Regions from separate parts of the Mus musculus genome. Here region 2 is linked to region 1. Evidence: chromatin contacts called from public promoter capture Hi-C data. All regions are on one chromosome and are shown on one strand. The core of a region is the stretch at or near the end of the contact, and the rest is flanking DNA. Distances in the headings are between cores, read along the strand shown.

What was found. Capture Hi-C pulls out chosen DNA fragments and counts their contacts.
Region 2: a contact with region 1 is called in a promoter capture Hi-C map of adipose tissue, with 4 times the contacts expected there. The contact joins the promoter of Smim7 here to the promoter of Gmip in region 1. A contact is called at or near these places in 2 of 9 other capture datasets (adipose tissue and liver).

What each region holds. Positions count from the first base shown.
Region 1 is chr8:69,806,670-69,810,206 of GRCm38.p6, forward strand. Gmip (Gem-interacting protein) reads left to right here and starts at 2,018. Exons shown (of 21, transcript NM_198101.1): 1 at 2,018-2,151; 2 at 3,105-3,189. The coding sequence starts at 2,133. Atp13a1 (ATPase type 13A1) reads left to right here. Exons shown (of 26, transcript NM_133224.2): 23 at 92-234; 24 at 328-439; 25 at 523-666; 26 at 750-1,080. The coding sequence ends at 860.
Region 2 is chr8:72,569,531-72,573,067 of GRCm38.p6, forward strand. Smim7 (small integral membrane protein 7) reads right to left here and starts at 1,518. Exons shown (of 5, transcript NM_172396.3): 1 at 1,474-1,518; 2 at 1,344-1,385; 3 at 436-488. The coding sequence starts at 1,499. Tmem38a (transmembrane protein 38A) reads left to right here and starts at 2,293. Exons shown (of 6, transcript NM_144534.2): 1 at 2,293-2,697. The coding sequence starts at 2,574.

The DNA of each region.
Region 1 (3,537 bases), core at 768-3,267:
CCCCTGGGTCTGGACCAAACAAGATGCCTGAGGCAGGAGTATCCCCTCACTGTTGAGAGTATGCTGGCTGACTGTCAGTCCTGCCCCACAGCCTCTCAAGACTCTTTCCCGAGAGCGGCCCCTACCCAACATCTTCAACCTGTACACCATCCTTACGGTGATGCTGCAATTCTCTGTCCACTTCCTGAGCCTGGTCTACCTGTACCGTGAGGCCCAGGCACGCAGCCCTGAGAAGTAAGTGGGGTTCCAGGAAGAGGAGGAGGCAGCGGGAAGCTACAGTGGGTGCCTGAGCAGGAGAGGGGTACTGACACCCACGTACCCCTGCAGGCAGGAGCAGTTTGTAGACCTGTACAAGGAGTTTGAGCCGAGCCTGGTCAACAGCACTGTGTACATCATGGCCATGGCCATGCAGATGGCCACCTTCGCCATCAACTACAAGGTGAGGCCCTGTGCCTGTCCACTTCCACCTGGCCTGACCTGCTCAACCCGCCCTCCCCAAGCAGCTGTATCTTTTCATTGCAGGGCCCACCCTTCATGGAGAGCCTGCCTGAGAACAAGCCCCTGGTGTGGAGTCTGGCAGTGTCACTGCTGGCCATCATTGGCTTGCTCCTTGGTTCCTCACCTGACTTCAACAGCCAGTTTGGCCTTGTGGACATCCCTGTAGAGGTGAGTGGTTCTGAGCAGTGGCCCTGGCCCAGCCTGGCCCAGCTCAGCCACAGACCCAGCTCAGCCTGCTTCCTTCTTGACAGTTCAAGCTGGTCATCGGCCAGGTCCTGGCCCTGGACTTCTGCCTGGCACTCCTGGCTGACCGTGTCCTACAGTTCTTTTTGGGGACTCCGAAGCTGAGAGTGCCTTCCTGAGAAGATGGTGCTGGTATCCACTGCCTACCCTGGCTGCCACTGAACAGGAAAACCGCCGCTGCCCCAGGAGGGAGCACTGCTCCCATCTCCACAGTGAGGCAGCCCTGCCTTGCTCTTGGAAGACTGAGTTGGGACCCTTGTGGGCATCCGCTGGCCGGGCTAGTAGAAGAGTCCTGGCTAGCACCTTTGGTAAATAAATCGGCGTCTGCAATTTTATAAAGCTTGCTGCCACTTATATCTGTGCCACACAGGGCCCCCTGGGAATTGGAGGGGCCAGGTGGTCACTCAAGGGCCTAGGATTACCACAGGCCCAGAGGAGAGAGACACCCTCTGCGGGCGTTCCTGGACCTAGGACCTCAGGTTTTCTAGTGTCGTGCACATCCTCTCTCTTGTCAGGCGCACTGTCACTGGCCACCGTGGATAGCCTCCTTACATGCATGGAGGTCACAGTGCAAGGTGTTTGTGGCCTTGCCTGCCCTAAAACCACTGACTGCTTTGAAAGGGAGCCGACCACCTCAGGAGCCTCACCCACTTAGACAGTGGTTTGCACTTTTACTTGAAGATTTATTCTCTCTTCATGCTGAACCAGAAAAGAAGACATCAGATCTCATTATAGATGGTTGTGAGTCACCATGTGGTTGTTAGGGATTGAACTCAGGACCTCTGGAAAAACAGACAGTGCTCTTAACTGCTGAGCCATCTCTCCAGCCCTGGTGTGCATCATTAATCTCAGCAGGCAGAGGCAGGGGATCTCTGAGTTGGAGGCTAATCAGTCCCACACACCAAATAAACCAAGCCAGGCCACATAGTGAGACACTTGTCTCCAAAACAACAAAACAAACAAAATAAGCCTGCCCTGGAGATTTGGGGTTTATTGCAGTCCTTCATTGCAGTTCTTCACAGGAGTGCCCTGGATCTAAAAGCCTAGGCGGGGAGTTAAATCTAGTCGCTGGGTGTGGAATGTTCTGGGGCAGACATCCCCGGCTTGCTGGAAGAGTGCTACAGGGACTTAGGGTGCTACAGAAATCTACAGAAGGGACCCCTGGCTCGCTGGGGCTCCTCTACTGGGGTAAACTCTGGAAGCTAGTCAAATGCGATGGCGACTTCCGGGAGGGGCGTGGTCGTCTCGAGGCGTGGCATAGCTGGGGCGGGGCGACACCACTGGGTCGGCAGAGGCAGGAAATCGGGCTGGTCCCGGGCGGCGCGCAGCCCTGTCCCTTTCTCAGCATTGCCGCGCGTTCCCCACCCCACCCCCTGCCCCCGGGCATCGCCATGGACTCAGCGGAGACAGGTACGGGGTGGGGACCGAAGGGGGGGGGCCTCCCACCACCGCTCCTCAGTTCCTAAACCAGAAAACCCAACTTACCCCTGAGCTATCTGACAGCCGGGAAAGGAGTACTGACAGGGGAAGGAACGAGGGGATCCCCGAGCACCTTGGAGACCCCTGAAGCGCACAGTGCTCACGACGCCAGCCTTCAGCCCTCGGATTGCCCGCCAGAGCGGGCACCCCGGATGCCTGGGGGAAGGGGCCCAGGAAGGGGAAGTGGCCGCTTCTGCTTCTGATCGTAGGATGGATGGGGGCAGGGTGTCATGGCCAATATTCCTGCAGGTAGCCCCGAGGCATCAGGCTAGGGGGCGGCGGCAGAATTGTGGCTAGAACTGGGTTATGTTTCCGGCTGTCTTTGTGTATCGAGTGTCATTCAGTCCTGTCCCTCGTGGTTTCAGCGGTACTCGCGTGTGTTTATACCGCAGGCTAAGTGCCTGTGTGTCCCACGTGCTTTTCCATCTGTCTGGCCTGGGGTCCATGTGGCTCCATTGTCAAGCCAGCCCTCTACTCCAGCATTCATATGGCAGCTGCATCTGTTTCCTTCCTTTGCTTATGGGTCCTCCCATGCATGGTGTCCCTGTGGCTGTGAGCAAACGCTTCTCTGAGATTTTACCTGGATCCATCTGTGGAATCAGAAATGACCCCACCGAAGCGCTCTCTCTCTCTCTCTCTCTCTCTCTCTCTCTCTCTCTCTCTCTCTCTCTCTCTCTCTCTCTCTCTCTCTCTCTCTCTCTCTCTCTCTCTCTCTCTCTCTCTGTCCCCCTCCCTCCCCCCTCCTTCTCTCCCCTCTCCGCCCGCCCCCCTTCCCACCTCTGCTTGAGAGTGGTTGTTGAGGTACATTCGGATTGCTTTGCCACTACTAATGGGTGGAGAGAGACACTGGTTGGCTCATGTTTTCTTACACTTCCCTCCCCCAGAGCTAACCCCAGCTCCTGAGGGCAGGAAGAGATACAGTGACATCTTCCAGAGCCTGGACAACCTCGAGATATCATTGGGGAACGTGTGAGTCTGAGCCTGTGTCACCACATTGGGCAGAGCTCCCTAATTATTTGGGTATCATGCTGCCCCACATCCAGACACCCTGACTTCCAACCTCCTGAGCCTAAGACAGGAGCCCCCCCCTCCAAACAACTGGGCCCTCTGGTATTCTAGATACATAGGTATTTGGGGGTCTATCTTAAAGACAGATGATCCTGAGACACACACATGCAACTTCATGATTCCTTTAAAAATGGTAGAAGCAGCTATGAGTGTCAATTCCGTAAGCCCCTAAATTGCCTATGGCCCTTCCAACCCTTTCTCAAGTCTTACTTTTAGGAAAGAACCTCACCTGGGGATGTAGCAGGTGCA
Region 2 (3,537 bases), core at 268-2,767, 2.8 Mb after region 1:
AACCCACGCTGGCGGCGGCAGCAGCGGCAGCGGCAGCAGCGGCAGCAGCAGCAGCAGCGGCAGCGGCAGCAGCACCTTCCTGACACCCACTTTCACTATCCCTCCAGAACACCCTCTGAATCGCCCTGGGCTGAGTCCCACAGGGCAGGATCACTTTCTTTACCCACACCCCGACAGAGCAGTCAGCTAAGTGGCTGGCAATATGGTACGCACTCAATAAAGCTGATGAACAGAGCATGGTGGAGTACTCTTGTCATTCAAACACCTAGGAGGCAGAGGCAGAGGCAGAGGGAGCAGGCATTCAAGGCTAGTCATGGCCCTCTAATACCACATCTCAACAATAAAAAGGAAAAAGAGAGGAAAGCGCAGGTTGGTGAGAGAGAACAGGCACCCTGGAATCGACTTAAAGTGTTGAAGGTAGAAAGACATGCTTACCTGTGCTGGGTTCCTTCGATTCTTCCCCAAAGCCTTGTGTGTCCTTCTTTTTCCTATAAAGAACAGCAGATAACTCCAGCTTTCCGTGAAACATAAACACCATCGGATTTCCTGACCCTGACACTCAGCTAGGAAGGGCATGAACTTCAGCTCTGCCCCCGACTTGCAGTGTGACCTGGGGCAGTGATACAACCCTCTGTGAGACACTCTCAACCAGCCTAGTCCATCACAGCTGGGTGTGCAGCCACAGACAGGATAGAGTGGGTCCAAGAGCCAGAAAGGCATTCTTGAGGGATAAGCCTGAGCATGAGGCTCTTTGGAGATGCAAGCAATCCCAGGGTGCAGATTTTTTTTTGTTTGTTTAATATTAATCTGCAAGTAAGAATGAGTGTGCCGGGCCGGGCGTGGTGGCGCACGCCTTTAATCCCAGCACTTGGGAGGCAGAGGCAGGCGGATTTCTGAGTTCGAGGCCAACCTGGTCTACAGAGTGAGTTCCAGGATAGCCAGGGCTACACAGAGAAACCCTGTCTCGAAAAACCAAAAAAAAAAAAAAAAAAAAAAAAAAGAATGAGTGTGCCATCCCGCAGCAGTTGTGTGGAGATCAAAAGGACAATCAACAGGATTTCTACCATGGGGGATCCGGGAATCGGACTCAAGTAGTCAGGCTTGGCAGCAAGCGCCTCTGCCCGCTGAGCCGTTCCCTGGTCTAGAGAGTACAGATTTAAAGATCCTGGAGTGATACAGAACTGTCAGAGCCTGGTGAAGCAGCGCGGAGGCGTGGCTAGAGGTAGGATTAGTGGGGCGTGGAGCATGCACAGGGCGGGACTGGCGGTGACCAAGGGTGTGGGCGGGGACTGGCTGTGGGAGGGCCTGGCTGTCTGGGACACCGCCTGTCGCGGCCTACTCACAGTTTAAAGTTGAGCACAGCCCCGGCGTTCATCAGTAGCGTCCTGCGGAGGGACAGTAACGGTCAGTAAGGGTCACCCCCACCCCTCTGACTGCCACTCTCCGACCTCTAACACCCCTCATTCATATTACCCGAACAGCAGTATGTCTCCGATCATCCTTACACCCAAGGCGTCCGTCAAACCGGAAACGGAAGCCGTGATGAGGGGCGGAAAGTGGAACGAGAACTGACCAATTCTGAATCAGCATTGGTTGGGTTCGACTGAGGATGTAGCATGATGTCACCTACAGGGCGGAGCTTGGGGTGCGCGCGCGCATGCTCAGTGTTACGTGCCACAGCTGGTCCCTGCTGTTGATGCCGCTCGGGGGTTGGTTGGGCTATGGATTCCGGGCTACAGAAATTGCGCCCTTGACCCTTGAGCCGCCCGTGAACGGCTTGGATATGGATATGGGCGCGGCAGATGCCTGAACTCCAAAAGGACTCCACTTGGGTCCCCACGGAGAACTGCGATCCCGGCTCAGAGTGCATAGAGTCAGGATGACCTCCTGCCTGAGTTGTACCTCCCACGGACCTCCCAGGTCTGACTCGAGTAACCCCACGGAGAATGAGAGTCCTGACCGGACAGACTTACAGAACATAAGGCCTGGATTAAGGTCTACAGAGGATGGATCTTAACTTGTGGGGCCTCCTGAAGCGGGAGGGTCCTAACTTAGTGGATCCAGTCTGGGCTGGGGTCCACAAAGAGGAGGGTTCTGACTTGTGGAGCCTTTTAGAGAGACAAAACCAAACAGAACGTGAGGGTTTGGTTGAGGTCCCCTTGTGGGAGGCGGGGTTCTGACTTTGGATCCTCAGGAATGAAACATGATATTCTTGGCTGAGATCTTCCGAGGGCGCGGGTTTTGAGGGAAATAGGGGTCCTGAATTGGTTAGTCCCATGGAAAAGGGACAGGATTCTAACTACGCAGATGTTTAAGGACAAGATTCCCTCTTGTGTGTGCTGGATGCAGGGGACAGATCGCCTTTTTGGCTCTGTTGAACGAGTTCTGACGTCCCTACGGCCCCGCATTTTGGGCTCCCGGCTGCTAGGAGTCCCCCACCACCCCTCCTCTCCCGAGGGGTGGGGGCAGGCGGGGGGCGGTGCCTGGCAGTGGGGCGGGCTCAGTGGCGAGGGAGCATTCGTCGGGCAGCGGGGCGCGGGACGCACGGGGCCGGGGAGGCGCCCTCCATCGCCATGGACCTGATGTCAGCGCTGAGCCTGGGCGAGCTAGCGCTCAGCTTCTCGCGGGTGCCGCTCTTCCCTGTTTTCGACCTCAGCTACTTCATCGTCTCCATCATCTACCTGAAGTATGAGCCAGGTGAGTCGAGGATTGTAGGAGTTACCAGGAGGGAGGTTGCCCCTAGCTTGATGATGGAGACGAAAGGAGGAGACAGGCTAGATCCTGGAGCTGGATGGGGGAGGAGGCAGAGGCTGAGATCGTGGAGTGCTCCCACGCTCGCGCAGGTGGAGGAGCGAACCCTGGGGACAGAGGCGCTGTGGAAAGGAGGCTGCAAATGAGGTGGGAGGGAAGAAAAGGAGCGCTCTTGTTTACGGTTAGGAGGACAGGTGCTGCGGGGTTGGGGTTGAGGGCGGGGGCAACGAAAAGGCCAGAGTCAGGTTAGAGCAAGGATTCCTGAACTTAATCTTGGGCAAGGGGGATTGATGGTGGCGAAGGTTCCAAATCAAGGATCGGACCTGCCTGGGCGAGGGTCAGATGTTCTGGACGTCAGCTGCCATGACCTCCCTTAACGCCCTTGAATTGACTGCCTGGTGACTATATAAGGACTGGCCATGCTGGGTGCTGCGATCAGGTTCGGGGGAAAGTGACACCCATGTCCCCTCTGTACTGCATCTTTTGGCATCTTCTTCCCTCCCTTCTCACATGCCAGCTGGGCCAGCTCGGGCCTGGGATCCTTCCCACTTATGGAGCCTAAACCGTTCCAGGACAGGGCAACTTTGGGTCAGCTTCCTTTCAAGAGTCAGAGGAGGATAGACCCTACTTCTTTGATTAAAAAAAAAAAAAGTTAATTACTTTTACTTATCTCTGTGTTGTGGGTATGTGTGGAGGTCAGAGGACAGTTTACGGGGGTCACTGGTCAAACTCTGGTGGTCAAATTCATAGACAAGCTCCTTTACCAGCAGAGTCATCTTGCTGCTA